2 separate regions of the Oryctolagus cuniculus genome follow, and region 2 is linked to region 1. Evidence: chromatin contacts called from public Micro-C data. All regions are on one chromosome and are shown on one strand. Each heading gives the region's core, a stretch centred on a gene start, on an enhancer-like site or on the middle of the called end of the contact. The rest is flanking DNA. Distances are from core to core; before and after follow the strand shown.

Region 1 (6,570 bases), core at 3,566-6,065:
TGGCACAGCAGGTTAAAGCCCTGGCCTGCAGTGCCGGCATCCCATATGGAAGCCAATTCTAGTCCTGGCTGCTCCTCCTCCAATCCAACTCTCTGCTATGGTCTGGGAAAGCAGTAGAAGATGGCCCAAGTCCTTGGGCCCCTGCACCCACGTGGGAGACCCAGAAGAAGCTCCTGGCTTTGGATCAGCGCAGCTCCAGTCGTTGCAGCAAACTGGGGAGTGAACCATTGGATGGAAGACCTCTCTCTCTCTCTGCCTCTCCTCTCTCTGCGTAACTCTGACTTTCAAATAAATAAATATATTTTTTAAAGAAAGTACATCTTCTGATTCACCTGTAGATTTAACCCAATGGGAACACATGGGAGGGAAATGGGAAATCTAATTCTCATGCTGTTAGCAGATGGAAGACGTCTCTCTCTGTCTCTATCTCTGTAACTTTGTCTGGACCAAGGTGGAACTCCAACCAGGTCTCCCATGTGGGTGGCAGTGGCCTAAATACCAGGCCCATCTTCCATTGCTTTCCCAGGCACTTTAGCTAGAAGCCAGATTGGAAGTGGAGCAGAGCAGCCAGGACTCCCAACCGCTGCTCATATGGAATGCTGGCATCCCAGATGGTGGCTAAATCCAGTATACATAAGCAGCTCCTTGCATTCCAATTTCCTCTTTCCGAAAGCAACAATTTTTACTTTCACTGATTATTTTTGTATTTACCACACTAACTTTTTGAATTTTCTAGCTTTAGGAATTAAACTGTCTCCCCAGAGTGGGAGATGAAAATTAGGCTTCTTTTCCTAAAACGACCTCCATCACACAAACAAAAAAAGCAGATAAATACAGTATAAGAAAGGAAAGATCACATGCCAATCTCCCTTCATAACTTGAAAATCCTAAATAAAATATTAGTAAAAGGAACCTGGCAATTTGTAAAAAGGATACAATATCATGGCCATGTTTGTCCTAACGCAGAAATGCAAAATTGGTTTAACATTAGAAAATGAACCTTGCAGGCTAGCACTGTGGTTCAGTAGGTAAAAGCCCTGGCCTGAAATCCGGGGATCCCATATGGCCGCAGGTTCTAGTCCTAGCTGCTCCTCTTCCAATCCAGCTCTCTGTTATGGCCTGGGAAAGCAGTAAAAGATGGCCCAAATGCTTGGGCCCCTGCACCCATGTGGGAGATCCGGAAGAAGCTCCTGGCTCCTGGCTTCAGATCAGCGCAGAACTGCCACTGCGGCCATCTCTGGAGTGAACCAGCGGACAGAAGACCTCTCTCTGGAGTGAACCAGCGGACAGAAGACCTCTCTGTCTGTCTCTGCCTCTCTTTCAAATAAATAAAATAAATCTTAAAAAAAAAAAAAAAAAAAAAAGAAAAGAAAAGAAAATGAACCTTGCAATTCATCATACTGAAACATTACAGGTGAAAAATCATATGATCATCTCAGTAGTTGAACAAGCAGCTCAACCAGGGCAAGCCTTTGGTACAGTGGCTTAAAGTAACTGCTTGAGACAACTGCATCCTATATCAAAGTCCCTGGTTCAGGTCTCAGCTACCCCATTTCTGATCTAGCTTCCTGCCAATGCACATCCTGGAAGGTAGCAATTGATGGCACAAGTGCTTGGGCCCCTGCCAGCCTTGTGAGAGACCCAGAGGGAGTTCTAGGCTCCTGGCTTCAGGTTGGCCCAGCATTAGCAGCATTTGGAGAGGTTATATAATAAACCAAAACTAAATAAATTTTAAAAATTTAAGAAAGGTTGATTAACTTTAACATCCTTTCCATCTTCTTTTAACCCAACAGAGTGCCAATCCATATGGGAGACTGATGGAATTCCAGGCTCACAGCTTCAGCCAGCTGAGCAATTTGGGAAGTGAACCAATGGACGGAAGATATCTCTCTCTCTCTCTCTCTCTCTCTCTCTCTCTCTCTCTGTCACTTTGCTTTTCAATTAAGTAAATCCTTAAAAAACAAATAAATAGGCTGGCACTATGGCTCACTTGGCTAATCCTCTGCCTGTGGCGCCAGCACTCCAGGTTCTAGTCCCAGTTGGGGCAGCAGGTACTAGTCCTGGTTGCTCCTCTTCCAGTCCAGCTCTCTGCTGTGGCCCGGGAAGGCAGTGGAGGATGGCCCAAGTGCTTGGGCCCTGCACCCCCATGGGAGACCAGGAGGAAGCACCTGGCTCCTGGCTTCAGATCGGCGCAGCGCCTGCTGTAGTGGCCATTAGGGGAGTGAACCAACGGAAGGAAGATCTCTCTGTCTCTCTCTCTCTCACTGTCTAATTCTGCCTGTCAATAAATAAATAAATAAAACCAAACAAAGTAGGAACAGAAGGTAAATTAACAGTAACTATCTAAAAAACAAATAGCAAGAGCTACCATTGTGACACAGCTGTCTACGACATGTACATCCTATATGAGTATCAGTTTGAGGCCTGGCTGCTCTGCTTTGGATCCAGTTTCCTGCTAACGTGCATGGGAAGGCAGCAGAGGACAGCCGAAGTGCTTGGGCACCCTGCCACGGATCTTGGTGACCAGCAGTAAGTTCCTGGCTCCTGCCTTCAGTCTGGCTCAGCCTGGACTGTTGTGGCATTTGGGGAGTAACCCAGTAGATGGGAACTCTTTCTGTCTTTACCCTTATCTATCATTCTGCCCTTCAAATAAATAAGTCTAAAAAAACAAAAAGCAAATTATGTATTATCAACATGATACAGATAATGAAGGGCGCAGCGTACAATCTGATTCCAAGGTTTGAGAAGTTATACAGTGTTCAACAGATATACATATCCAATTAGTAACTGTGATTACTTAAGAAAATAAATTTGTATTCTTCAATTTGTGCATTTTTTTTCAATGGCTATTAAGTTGTTAGGACATAAATACTGAATAAGCTTTTTGGCACCAACTACTTAATAAATGGAACTAGTAGGTATTTCTTCTGACCTAATGGTGTCATAGATCAAGAAATTCTGGAAATTTCTAGTCTAAATAATCCCTTGTCACTGAGCCAAATTAGCTCTTAAACTAAAAGCAGTTCTCATATTTAACAGGTTTATAAAACAAAACAAACCACAATAAAACAAGAGTATGTGACAAGGACCATGCTAGTAACCAATGCAGCCAGCGAAGCCAGTTGTATTTATTACACAAATTTGGCTCCTTTGCCTATACCACCAACATCTAAACTTAATATTTTTCACTATCCAGTGGTACAGATGCTAGACCTGTGTTAACATAGTAGTTATTTAAATTCTAATTAATTGAAACAAAATTTATAATTTAGTTCCTGGTCACAACAGCCATGTTTCAAGTGCTCAACAGTCACATGTGGCTAATGGACACTGTTGGATGAGGATATAAAACATTACCATTACCGTGGAAAGTTCTACCATCAAGACCCAGAGTGTCTTCTACTGTGTCTGATTTGGCATCAAACATATATCATTAATACTACCACCTCCAGCATTTTTACTCAGCTTACATGTGTTTCTCATCTCATAAATATGAACTGTACTACTCTGAACTCCATCTTTAATTCCCCAAATCCTACATTAACTTCTCCCTTCCATAAACCATCGCTCCAAGTTCCACTCCAAATGCCACTTCCCCAAGAAGCCTTGTTACACTAATTATTGCCCCTTCTACGGTTAGGGGCTGCTCCCAGCCCTAGTGCAAGACAAGGAGGAACCCAACACTGGGCTCAGGAACGCGACTGTTCCAATTTAACGGAAGTAAGAACCTCAATCTTAGTACCTACAGTCAGCCTCTGCTTTGGTCTTCCATCACATCCTTTATCACGCCCAAGACACTTAGCTTTAAAATCCCAATGGGCACCTGCCCCCGGCTCCTTCACAACTCCGTTATTTAAAATGAACAGCAAGAAAGGGTGCCTTAACCCTTAGTTTGAATAATGGATAGTCAGATTTTTAAAAACTAATTTGTGGCACAGCAATCTTGACTTTGGTCACGTTACACTCGCAAAACACCTAAAAGTCCGTTATGCGCTGCCAGCACTCGCATTAAAAACACTGTAGATAAAGAACTTAAACCCTACTTATTGCTGTCACTTCATTAAAGCCAAGAAAAGCTTAAGCCAGAAGCAGACACAGTCGTGGGCTGCCCCGGGGAGGGCGGCGGGGGTGAGGAAGAGTCCGCGAACCCCGCGCGGGTCGGCGCGGACGTCGGGGGAGCCGCCGAGCGGACACCAGGGCCGGCCCGAAGGCCCCCGCGGTGGGTGGGAAAGTGCTAGGAAAGTAGGAGGTGGCACAAAATGCAGGCCGAGGCGAAGAAGCGAAGCGCCCAGCGCCCGCGGTGGAGACGTCGGATCCACGCCCGACGCTCTCGGCGGCTGCCCAGCCGAAGGAGCGTCCCCACCTCCCGCCGCGGGGCCTTCAGAGCTCTCAAACAAAACCCCAAACCCAAACCCAGAACGAAAAGGTCATCCTGCTTACCCTCCGCGGCCCACCTGCTGGACTTGTTTGGGGTCCGCGCGCTCCTCAGAAAGGACGTCACCTCACAACGCCCAGACAGGCTGAGTGAGCTATTCAAATCTAACCGCCTAGCTGATGCGCATGCGCAATGCCGCTCAGCGCGTCGCTCCGCCCCTTAGACGCCGGCCCAACCCCTCTGCAAAGACTGCTTTGATCAAACTTCTTTCTTTCCCAGCCTCAGAATAGATTTTATTTTCTTCAAGTTTATCTCATCCTCTACGAAACTAAATTTTCTCTTCCTCAGTGCAGATCCCGCACATCATGGGAGCGGCCATCTTCTTTCGATTACTCGCGACAGAAAAAAACGGACCTTGGCTTCCGTACAAAATGGCGGCTTCCATAACTTTACGTCACATCCCCCTGGTGTTACTCCCTATAGCTAGCAGGAAGAGGTAGGCTTCTGGGACGAGGTGGCCGAGTGGTTAAGGCGATGGACTGCTAATCCATTGTGCTCTGCACGCGTGGGTTCGAATCCCATCCTCGTCGAAAGCGGATTTTTTTTTTTGCTTCCGATTTTTTAATTGATGAATGTAATTGTAGAGTTACAATTAATGTAGAATATTCTGTTCGTAAGTTACTAGTGATACTGTTACAGTGTCCTGTTTTAAATAGTTGAAATACGGCTTTTGGAGATTTCAGTATCTGCTATTGAAAATGGAAGGACAGAGACTTTCAGGGATTCCCGTGCTGGATTTCATTTGCCTTTATATAAACAACAGCGAATGGAATTCCACGGTTGTTACCCACGTATTTATTTATAAGTTAAATAAATTATTAATAGTCTAATAAATATGAAAACAAATAAAATAAAATACAAAGAAAAGCAATGATATGAGAAGAGATCCATCAGCCTCCGCAGCGTGCCACAGGGGCCACAGCAGAGGTCAAGGGGCCTTTCAGAGTCACCAAGGAGATAGCAATGTTTTCCTTGAACTAGGACCTGCTCTCTCTCCACAACACCTGTGCAGACGTCAGCCCTACTTCTTTCGATGGAGCAGGCTTCTGCCCTCCCCTCCTTACTTCCCACCTTGGCATTGTCTGGCTGGATCTCGTGCAGCCTTGCGTTCTGCAGCTCCCTGTTCCATTTCCCTCATACATTCTGGTCCTTTGCACCCTTCCTAAATGCTCCTGCAGCCGTCTGGATGTTCTCTAGCCCTGGCCAGGCTGGATTTAAGTTGCCCGTCAGTGCTGCCACCTCTCTAGCAACCGGAAGGACTGCATCACTTTCCCGAGTTTTGTCAGCTTCTTCCAAGGATGACTTCTTTTGGAAAATCCATAAGGTGTATCAGTGTGACCAGTCAAGGGTGGGTGGATCATTTACACAAAGGAAACTCATCAGCTGAAGACGTTTGGAAATAAAACTCACTGGAAGTATCTGAAGAAAAAGAAATTGTGAGTTGGGAGCTCATTTTTCTATTCCTCAGATCTTTGCCTGCCTTCACTTTGAGTTTCTTTTATATGAAATAACAGTAAGACTTGCTATGATAGTTCTATTTGTCTCCTATTCTATAAAAACTGTGCTTCTTTTCCCTGTTTCTAAGACAGTAAAGTAATCAACAGCATTGCCAGGTCACTTGAAAGATGAGAAAGATGGGGTGTACTTGAATCAGTGATGGGAAAAAGGCAGTGAGAGAGTTAGCGGCGCCATCTAGTGGAGCAGCTGCACAAGCCGGACTCGTACAAGACTGGTCTATAGGAAGGTCTCTACTTCGGAAATTCATCAGCAAAGTATAGCTCAAAGAAACTGTTCTCAACACCAGAATTTTCCCTTACAAGTACAATTCTGAACTATTACAAGATCCACGCACATGCACTCTTGAAAGACTACAAGAAATAATTGTTGCACAAATACGTAACCAAGATTTTCCAGCTCTCTTACTACTGGACTGACAGGAGATAGATCTTCATTCTCTAGGTCCAGCTTCAGAAAGATCCATTCTCTCTCTCTGAAAAATGAGGTTCTCTGGGAAGCAGCGTCCAGTGTTAGTGTTCAGTGGAGAATGGTCTGCAGCCGGGCAGACCACTGTGTGCTAGAGCCTTTGTAGGACATGGCTCTGAAGGAGAATGTTGTTGCTGTTGTGCCTACGATGT
Region 2 (7,306 bases), core at 174-2,673, 270 kb before region 1:
AAAGACTATGGGGGCCTTTGGAAGAACGAGGCACAGGGAGCCACGGGGGATCCCTTCCACGAGGCACAGGGAGCCACTGGGGATCCCTTCCACGAGGCACAGGGAGCCACTGGGGATCCCTTCCACGAGGCACAGGGAGCCACTGGGGATCCATTCCACGAGACATAGGGAGCCACTGGGGATCCCTTCCACGAGGCACAGGGAGCCACTGGGGATCCCTTCCACGAGGCACAGGGAGCCACTGGGGATCCCTTCCACGAGACACAGGGAGCCACTGGGGATCCCTTCCAGGAGGCACAAGGAGCCACTGGAGATCCATTCCATGAGACATAGGGAGCCACTGGGGATCCCTTCCACGAGGCACAGGGAGCCACTGGGGAACCATCCCAATCAGCAGTGTTAAACCGCAGCTGCATTCTCTCTCGTCTTCACCCTCCGTCGTTCAAAAGATCCCAGCACCCTGCCAACTCTGCACCTCTTTCTACAAAATCTCCCTTAAACTCTGTGCTGCACCCAGCTCTAGCCAAAAAGACTGCATTTCTGCTTTTCTCTGTTCTGTGACAAAGCTCCCTCGGGGAATCCCTCCGTCCCTTACAGCACCCCCTTTACCAGCTTCTCTGCCCATTCTCTCCCTCCCACCTCCAGAAGGGGCCTGGGGAATGTTCTCCAGAAAGGCACAGAATCAGACATCAGGAGAAGCCTGGGCCGCGTTCTCAGTTCACCCAACAGCTTAACGGCGGCCTCCTCGGCAGGAACTTCCTTATCTCAGGCCCAGTTCCCTCTTTAAAAGGACTCCAGTGGTAAGGCCTAGAGCACGCGGCTGCGGCTGCTCCACTTTTCAAACTTCGGCTCTCCACCAGCGGGGGGCCGCGAGAGCCTGCAGAGACTCAGGGGTCTGGGTCCGGAATGCACATCCCGGAGGCGAATCGGAGCTCTTGAAGCCGCGCTCCCCGCGGGTCCCCCGCAGGTGCTAGGAGAGCAGAACGGCGGCCTCCTCTTCCTTACCCGAGTGGGGAATGCCCACGCTGGGGCAGCCGGGCTGCAAGACGGCCGAGCGGGACAACGAGTCCTCGTACTCATCCAGGATGGTAGCCATGGTGCCCGGCCTCTGGGCCTTTCGTCCAGGGTCCGGGGATCGCCACAAGGCTCCCCGCAGGGATCCCCGTCGCCCCGGATGGAAAGCTGCGCCTCCCCAGCTTCTGACAGATCCTGGGAACCTGGCGCCGCCTCCTCCCTTTAAAATCCAGAGGATCTCACTCTCGCCTATAGGGCGAGAAGGTCGGGGAGCCCTCCCCTTTGAATCTGATGCAGTTTTGCACCCTGCTCGTGACCCTGAAGGATCACAGGCTTGCTTTAATCGATCGCTGGCGATCAACCTCGCCCCGGCAGCTCAGCTGACTCCGGCTCCGCGACGCGCGCCTATAACGTCACTTCCGGGTTCTCAGCGCCCCAGGTCTGCGCGCGCAGAACATCGCGGCGTCCTCCGCTGCGCGGTACGGCGCGGTCTCCTGGGGCTGGGGGCCGGCGGGACGGTAGTCGGCTCTCCAGGGGCAGCCGGCCGGCGCAGAGCCTGGGATCTCAGCCCGGGGGTGAGCCCTGCACGCCTCCGTTCGGGAGCGGAGCCTAGAAGAGGTCCGGCCCTGCCTTGCCCTCCGTGCCCCGCTGCAGTCCCAGGCTTCGACACTAGGAGGCAATGCCGGCCTTCTCAGCCCCCTCTCCGACCTGTCCGGAGCCGGACTCCAGCTTTCATGCCCAGGCTTCCCTCCCTGACCAGCTCCTGCCCCCTCCTCTCTAAACTGCCGGCTCCCTGGGCCCCGCTCCGGCTCCTCAGTGTAGTCGCTGTCTCGGCCTCACCTTCATAGACATAGACTGAGCAGTCCTGGCCTCCCTTTTGCCACCGGAAAGTGGCAGGACTGGTGGCCTGGCCAGCCAGAAGGCACGTCCTGTCCCCACAGGGGCTCCTTGGTGTGAGGGTGGCGCAAGACGAAGTCAGGGAAGACGAAACAGCCCAGGGCCGCGTGGCCGCATCCATATACCCGCTGGCCACAGGGGTGTTGGGCACTTGCTCCGCGCCAGACCTTGGGCTGGGCGCTGGGGTCACAGACGTGAATGCGGCATCTTCAGGGCTGGGATGGGAGGGGGCGGGTACTCCTCAAGTAAATACTGGGAAAGCGACTCATGAGTTTCTTCAGAAGGTCGCTCGGTCCACAAGGGAGTGTCCATGCTGTGCCAGGTACTGTATGGGCTCCGGGGACATGGCGGAGAACAAAATGGATAAAGGTCTCTGCTTTATAGGGAATGTACTCAGTGATCCAGCCACAGCGCTGGGGAGCAGCAAGGACTAGGAAACCAATACCTCCGGAGTAGTAGGAGTGAGGGACAAGGAGGTGGGGGTAGGGGATGGGGAGTGGAGGGAGCCGCCCAGACTAAGGCATTGAGGGGTCCTTAACCGCGGGACTGTGGGGGCTCAGGTGCACTAACGCTGTTTCCCTCTTCTGCCTTCTAGGCACCCGGATGGAGTTTGTTCCCTGTTGGATGTATGCACTTGACTTTGTTAAGGTGGAAAGCTCTCGGCCAGGGTCACTGCGTAACTACTAAGACTGGCCCTTCACTCTCCAAAGCACTCAGGTTTGCTCTGTGCTTTAGGTGGTGACACTACTCTTGTCCACCTTCCCTGCCTGACCCTCATCGGCCACCACTGAGCTAGTGACAGGTTATGTTGTCCAGGGGCACCTGCCTCTCCCACCCAAACCTGCAGTCCCAATGCTGCTTTCCCACCTGAGGGTGTCATGTTGGCTGGCCGGTAGGCCAGAGGTTTCCGCCCAGGGAAGTTTCTGTCCTGCTGCAAGGAAAGAGCCCCACCCCCGAGCACCTGCTGTGTGCCCTCAGGCCTAGGCTGTGCAGAGAGAGGGGTGTCCGGCCTGCTGGGAGCTCAGGAGCAGCTGGAGGATTCAGAATACCTCCAGCACCTCCTCACTGTCCTCAGCGACTGCCCGCTTCCTGGGATGTGTGGGGTGAGGTCTAGGTGGGACAGTAGTCCGCCTCCACACCCGCATTCTTCAGTCCTTAGACTGGACTTTGGAGCACCAGAGGTCCGCCTCCTTCTCTCTGCCCACCCATCCACTTGCTGAGATTCTGCACAGCTAATGCTCTCAGCCTCAGTTTCCTCCTCTACAGGGACAGTTACTGTAGCACCTAACTAGTAAGGCTGTGTTGAGGAGAAAATGAGGTGATCCACATGAAAACGCATCTCTGTAGCATAACATTCAGCAAAGCACATGTGCTCAAGAAACTAAATATGGCCTGAGCCTTTTACATAATGTTCATTTATTTTCTTCTAATTTAAAGAGAGAGAGATCCTCCATCCTCTGGTTTACTCCCCAAATGCTGGGAATAGCCAGAGCTAGGCCAGGCTGAAGCCAGGTGTCAGGAACTCCATCTGGGTCTCCTAAGGGGTGCAGGGACCCAAGCACTTGAGCCATCTTCTGCTGCCTCCCAGGGTGCATTAAAAAGAAGCTGGATGGAGAGTGGAGCAGCCAGGACTCGAACCAGCACTCTGATATCCCAAATAGCAGCTTAGCACACTGCGCCACAGCACACACTCCTTACTGTAGTCTGACAGTTTCAAGTCCACCTCCGTGAAGCCGGCCTGGACCCCTCAGTACTGCTATAGCTTTGCTTGTCCTGGCTTCTTTGGGGCAGCTGGTTATGTAGGGTGGCACTTTCCTTTGTTACCACAGAAGCTGCTTGTCGGGAAGAGCCCAGACCTTCCTGAGCACGGTGTGCAGCGGTGCCTTCAGGATCTCACAGCCGGAGGCGCACATTCGCCAGCCCCGCAGCTCTCAGACCGCCGTGGCAGTCGTCACGGTGCTGGGCCCGAGTGAGGGTGGATTTGTGTATGAAAACGCATGAGTTTGAGCTAAGACTTGAAGTGCGTGTGTTATCTCCAAGGGCGAAAAATGAAAGATGATAAGCAGCCCCCGAGAAAGCTGGAGCGCTGGACCGTCGAGGGCTGGGGAAGGGGGACGGGCTGTGGCCTGCTGGGAAAGCTGCTGGCTGGGGATGAGATCATCTGATGTGGGTTCTAGAAAGAAGGGCGGTGGCTTGGGTGGAGTTCACCTTGGAGAGGATGACACCTGAGGCAGAGGCAGGGCAGTGAGGAGCCGACAGCAGAGAGTCAGCTGGGAACAAGGGGAGGACATTTCTGAGTCAGGGGTCCCTGAACTGAGTGTCAAGTCTGGTGTGGGGGTGAAAGCAGAATGCAGAGTGACTGCCAGGAGACCTGACAGCAGGTGGCAGTGACAAGGAGCTGGTGGGGCAGAGCTCAAAGGCTTGTGCTCAGCCTGACAGTGGCACTGAGACCCTTGTAGGGCACTTCTTGGGGAAGCCGCAGCCCCCTGGGTGAACTCTTCCAGGGAGTTGCTAGCCCACTAATGTTTAGACGCTTGCGAGAAGGCACTCTCCTGTGTCTCGGTTTCCACATGGGTAAAATGAAAAAAATCCATCTTTTTAAAAAAGGATTTATTTATTTGAAAGAGTTATAGAGAGGGATGAAGGGGAGGGGAATCTTCCATCCATTGGTTCACTCTCCAGATGGCCATAACGTCCAGGGCTGGGCCAGCCGGAGCCAGGAGCCAGGAGCTTCATCTGGTCTCCCATGTGGATGGTGGGGGTCTAAACACTTGGACCATCTGCTGCTGCTTTTTCCCAGCCATTAGCAGGGAGCTGGATTGAAAGTGGAGCTGCCAGGGCACAAACTGGCACCCATATGGGACCTGCTATGCCACAACAGCGGCTCCAAGAAAAATCCGTCTTATAGTCCCATGAGTATAGTAGTGTGTTATGTGAATCACTCAACTCTGTGTCTGTACCTAGAAAATGCTCAAAACAAGTTTACTCTTAGTAGTCATTTTTGACTGAATTAAAGCCAGACCTAAAGGAATGATTTTATAGGTTTAATTAAAAAGAGATATTCTTGGGGCCAGGGTGGAGGTGCAGTGGGTTGAAAGCTTCCACCTTCATAGCTGAATGCTTCTTGGAGTCCCAACTGCTTTGCTTCCCATCCAGTACCCTGCTAATGCACCTGGGATGGCAGTGGAAGATGGCCCAGGTGCTGGAGACCCTGCCATCCATGTGGGAGACCCTGATGGAATTTCTGGCTCCTGGCTTTGGCCTAACCCAGTCCTGGCTGTTGTAGCCATTTGGAGAGTGAATCAGTAGTTGGAAGATCTCTCTCTTTCTCCATGTCACTTTGCCTTTCAAATAAATAAAAAAAAATTTTTTTGACAGGCAGAGTGGACAGTGAGAGAGAGACAGAGAGAAAGGTCTTCCTTTGCCGTTGGTTCACCCTCCAATGGCCGCCGCGGCTAGCGCGCTGTGGCCGGCGCACCGCGCTGATCCGATGGCAGGAGCCAGGTACTTCTCCTGGTCTCCCATGGGGTGCAGGGCCCAAGCACTTGGGCCATCCTCCACTGCACTCCCTGGCCACAGCAGAGAGCTGGCCCGGAAGAGGGGCAACCGGGACAGAATCCGGCACCCCGACCGGGACTAGAACCCGGTGTGCCGGCGCCGCAAGGCGGAGGATTAGCCTAGTGAGCCGTGGCGCCGGCCCCAAATAAATAAATTTTAAAATAGGTATTATTTTTTAAACAGCTGTAGATTTACTGAAAACTTGAGAAGACAGTATAGCATTCCGGAACACCTCATAAGCACTCTCTCTTATTATTAACTTCATACGGGACCTCTGTTAAAATTAATGAGCCGATACTGACACATTACTATTAACTAAAGTTCGCACTTCGTTCGGACTTCCTTAGTTTTTATCTAATGTCCTTTTTCTGGCTCAGGATTCCACCCAGGATACCACCTTGTATTAGTTGCTGTATCTCCTGAGACTCCTAAGGACTGTGGCAGTTTTCCAGATTTTCCTTGATTTTTGTGACCTTGACGATCTTGAGTAGTGGGCAGATATTTTGCAGGATGCTTTCCATTGGAATTTGGTGTGTGTGGAGTGTGTGTAGACTCAGGTTATTTATGGATGTGGGGGAGGTAAGTCACCATTATCATCATCATCATCATATCAAGGGTGTGTTATCGTCAGCGTGACTATCACTGTTGATATTGATCTTGGTTACCTGACCGAGGCAGTGTTTATCTGGAATTACTCTTCTCTCCCCTTTCCGTGATACACTGTTTGGAAGGGAGTCACTATACACTGGACTTAAGGGGTAGGGGTTGGGGCCAAGTCAGTTTTTTTGTTTGTTTGTTTTAAAATTTATTTATTTATTTATTTGAAAGGCAGAGTTACAGAGAGGCAGAGAGAGAGAGAGAGAGAGAGAGAGAGGTCTTTTATCCACTGGTTCACTCCCCAGATGGCTGCAATGGGTAAAGCTGCCACCTACCATATTTGACGCCAGTTTGAATCTTGGCTGCTTCACTTCCCGTCCAGCTCCCTAAAAATGCACCTGGAAAAGCAGCAGAAGATGGCCCAAGTGTTTGGGCCCCTGCAACCAGGTGGGAGACCCAGAAGAAGCTCCTGGCTCCTGGCTTTGCCTGGCTTAGCCCTGGCCATTGCAGCCATTTAGGGGAGTGAATCAGCAGATGGAAGACTTGTCTCTCCCTCTCTCTTTCTCTGTAACTCTGGCTTTCACATAAATAAATAAATCTTAAAAAAAAAAAGTAGTAGTGGTTTTTGCATCATTGAGGGTGAAGTATCTACATAAGTCCTATGGAATTCTACATAGAAGTTTTAGAAATTGGTTTTGAAGCCGCGCCGCGGCTCAATAGGCTACTTCTCCACCTTGCGGTGCCGGCACACCGGGTTCTAGTCCCGGTTGAGGCACCGGATTCTGTCCCAGCTGCTCCTCTTCCAGTCCAGCTCTCTGCTGTGGCCCGGGAGTGCAGTGGAGGATGGCCCAGGTCCTTGGGCCCTGCACCCGCATGGGAGACCAGGAGAAGCACCTGGCTCCTGGCTTTGCATCAGTGCGGTGTGCCGGCACAGCGCGCTGGCCGCAGTGGCCACTGGAGGGTGAACCAACGGTAAAGGAAGACCTTTCTCTCTGTCTCTCTCACTGTCCACTCTGCCTGTCAAAAATAAAAAAATAAATAAATAAATAAATTTGTTTTGGAATTTAATTTAATTTTAACCAACATAATATATGTATATAATTTTATTTATAATTAACTTTTAGAATAACAATATATTTAATAAAAGATAAAATTTACAGGCCGGCGCCGCGGCTCACTAGCCTAATCCTCCGCCTTGCGGCGCCGGCACACCGGGTTCTAGTCCCGGTCGGGGCGCCGG

Evidence for each region. Hi-C and Micro-C count contacts between places; a contact is called where the count stands out from the background.
Region 2: a Micro-C map of ear pinna shows a contact between it and region 1, with 10 times the contacts expected there. The contact joins the promoter of VPS18 here to the promoter of KNL1 in region 1. A contact is called at or near these places in 3 of 6 Hi-C or Micro-C datasets (ear pinna, psoas muscle and an unstated tissue).

The regions. Positions count from the first base shown.
Region 1 is chr12:63,757,783-63,764,352 of mOryCun1.1, reverse strand. KNL1 (kinetochore scaffold 1) reads right to left here and starts at 4,815. Exons shown (of 26, transcript XM_008269188.4): 1 at 4,441-4,815. It overlaps TRNAS-GCU (transfer RNA serine (anticodon GCU)), which reads left to right and starts at 4,884; the gene lies at 4,884-4,965.
Region 2 is chr12:64,025,601-64,032,906 of mOryCun1.1, reverse strand. It overlaps VPS18 (VPS18 core subunit of CORVET and HOPS complexes), which reads right to left and starts at 1,423. Exons shown (of 5, transcript XM_002717973.5): 1 at 1,006-1,423. The coding sequence starts at 1,096.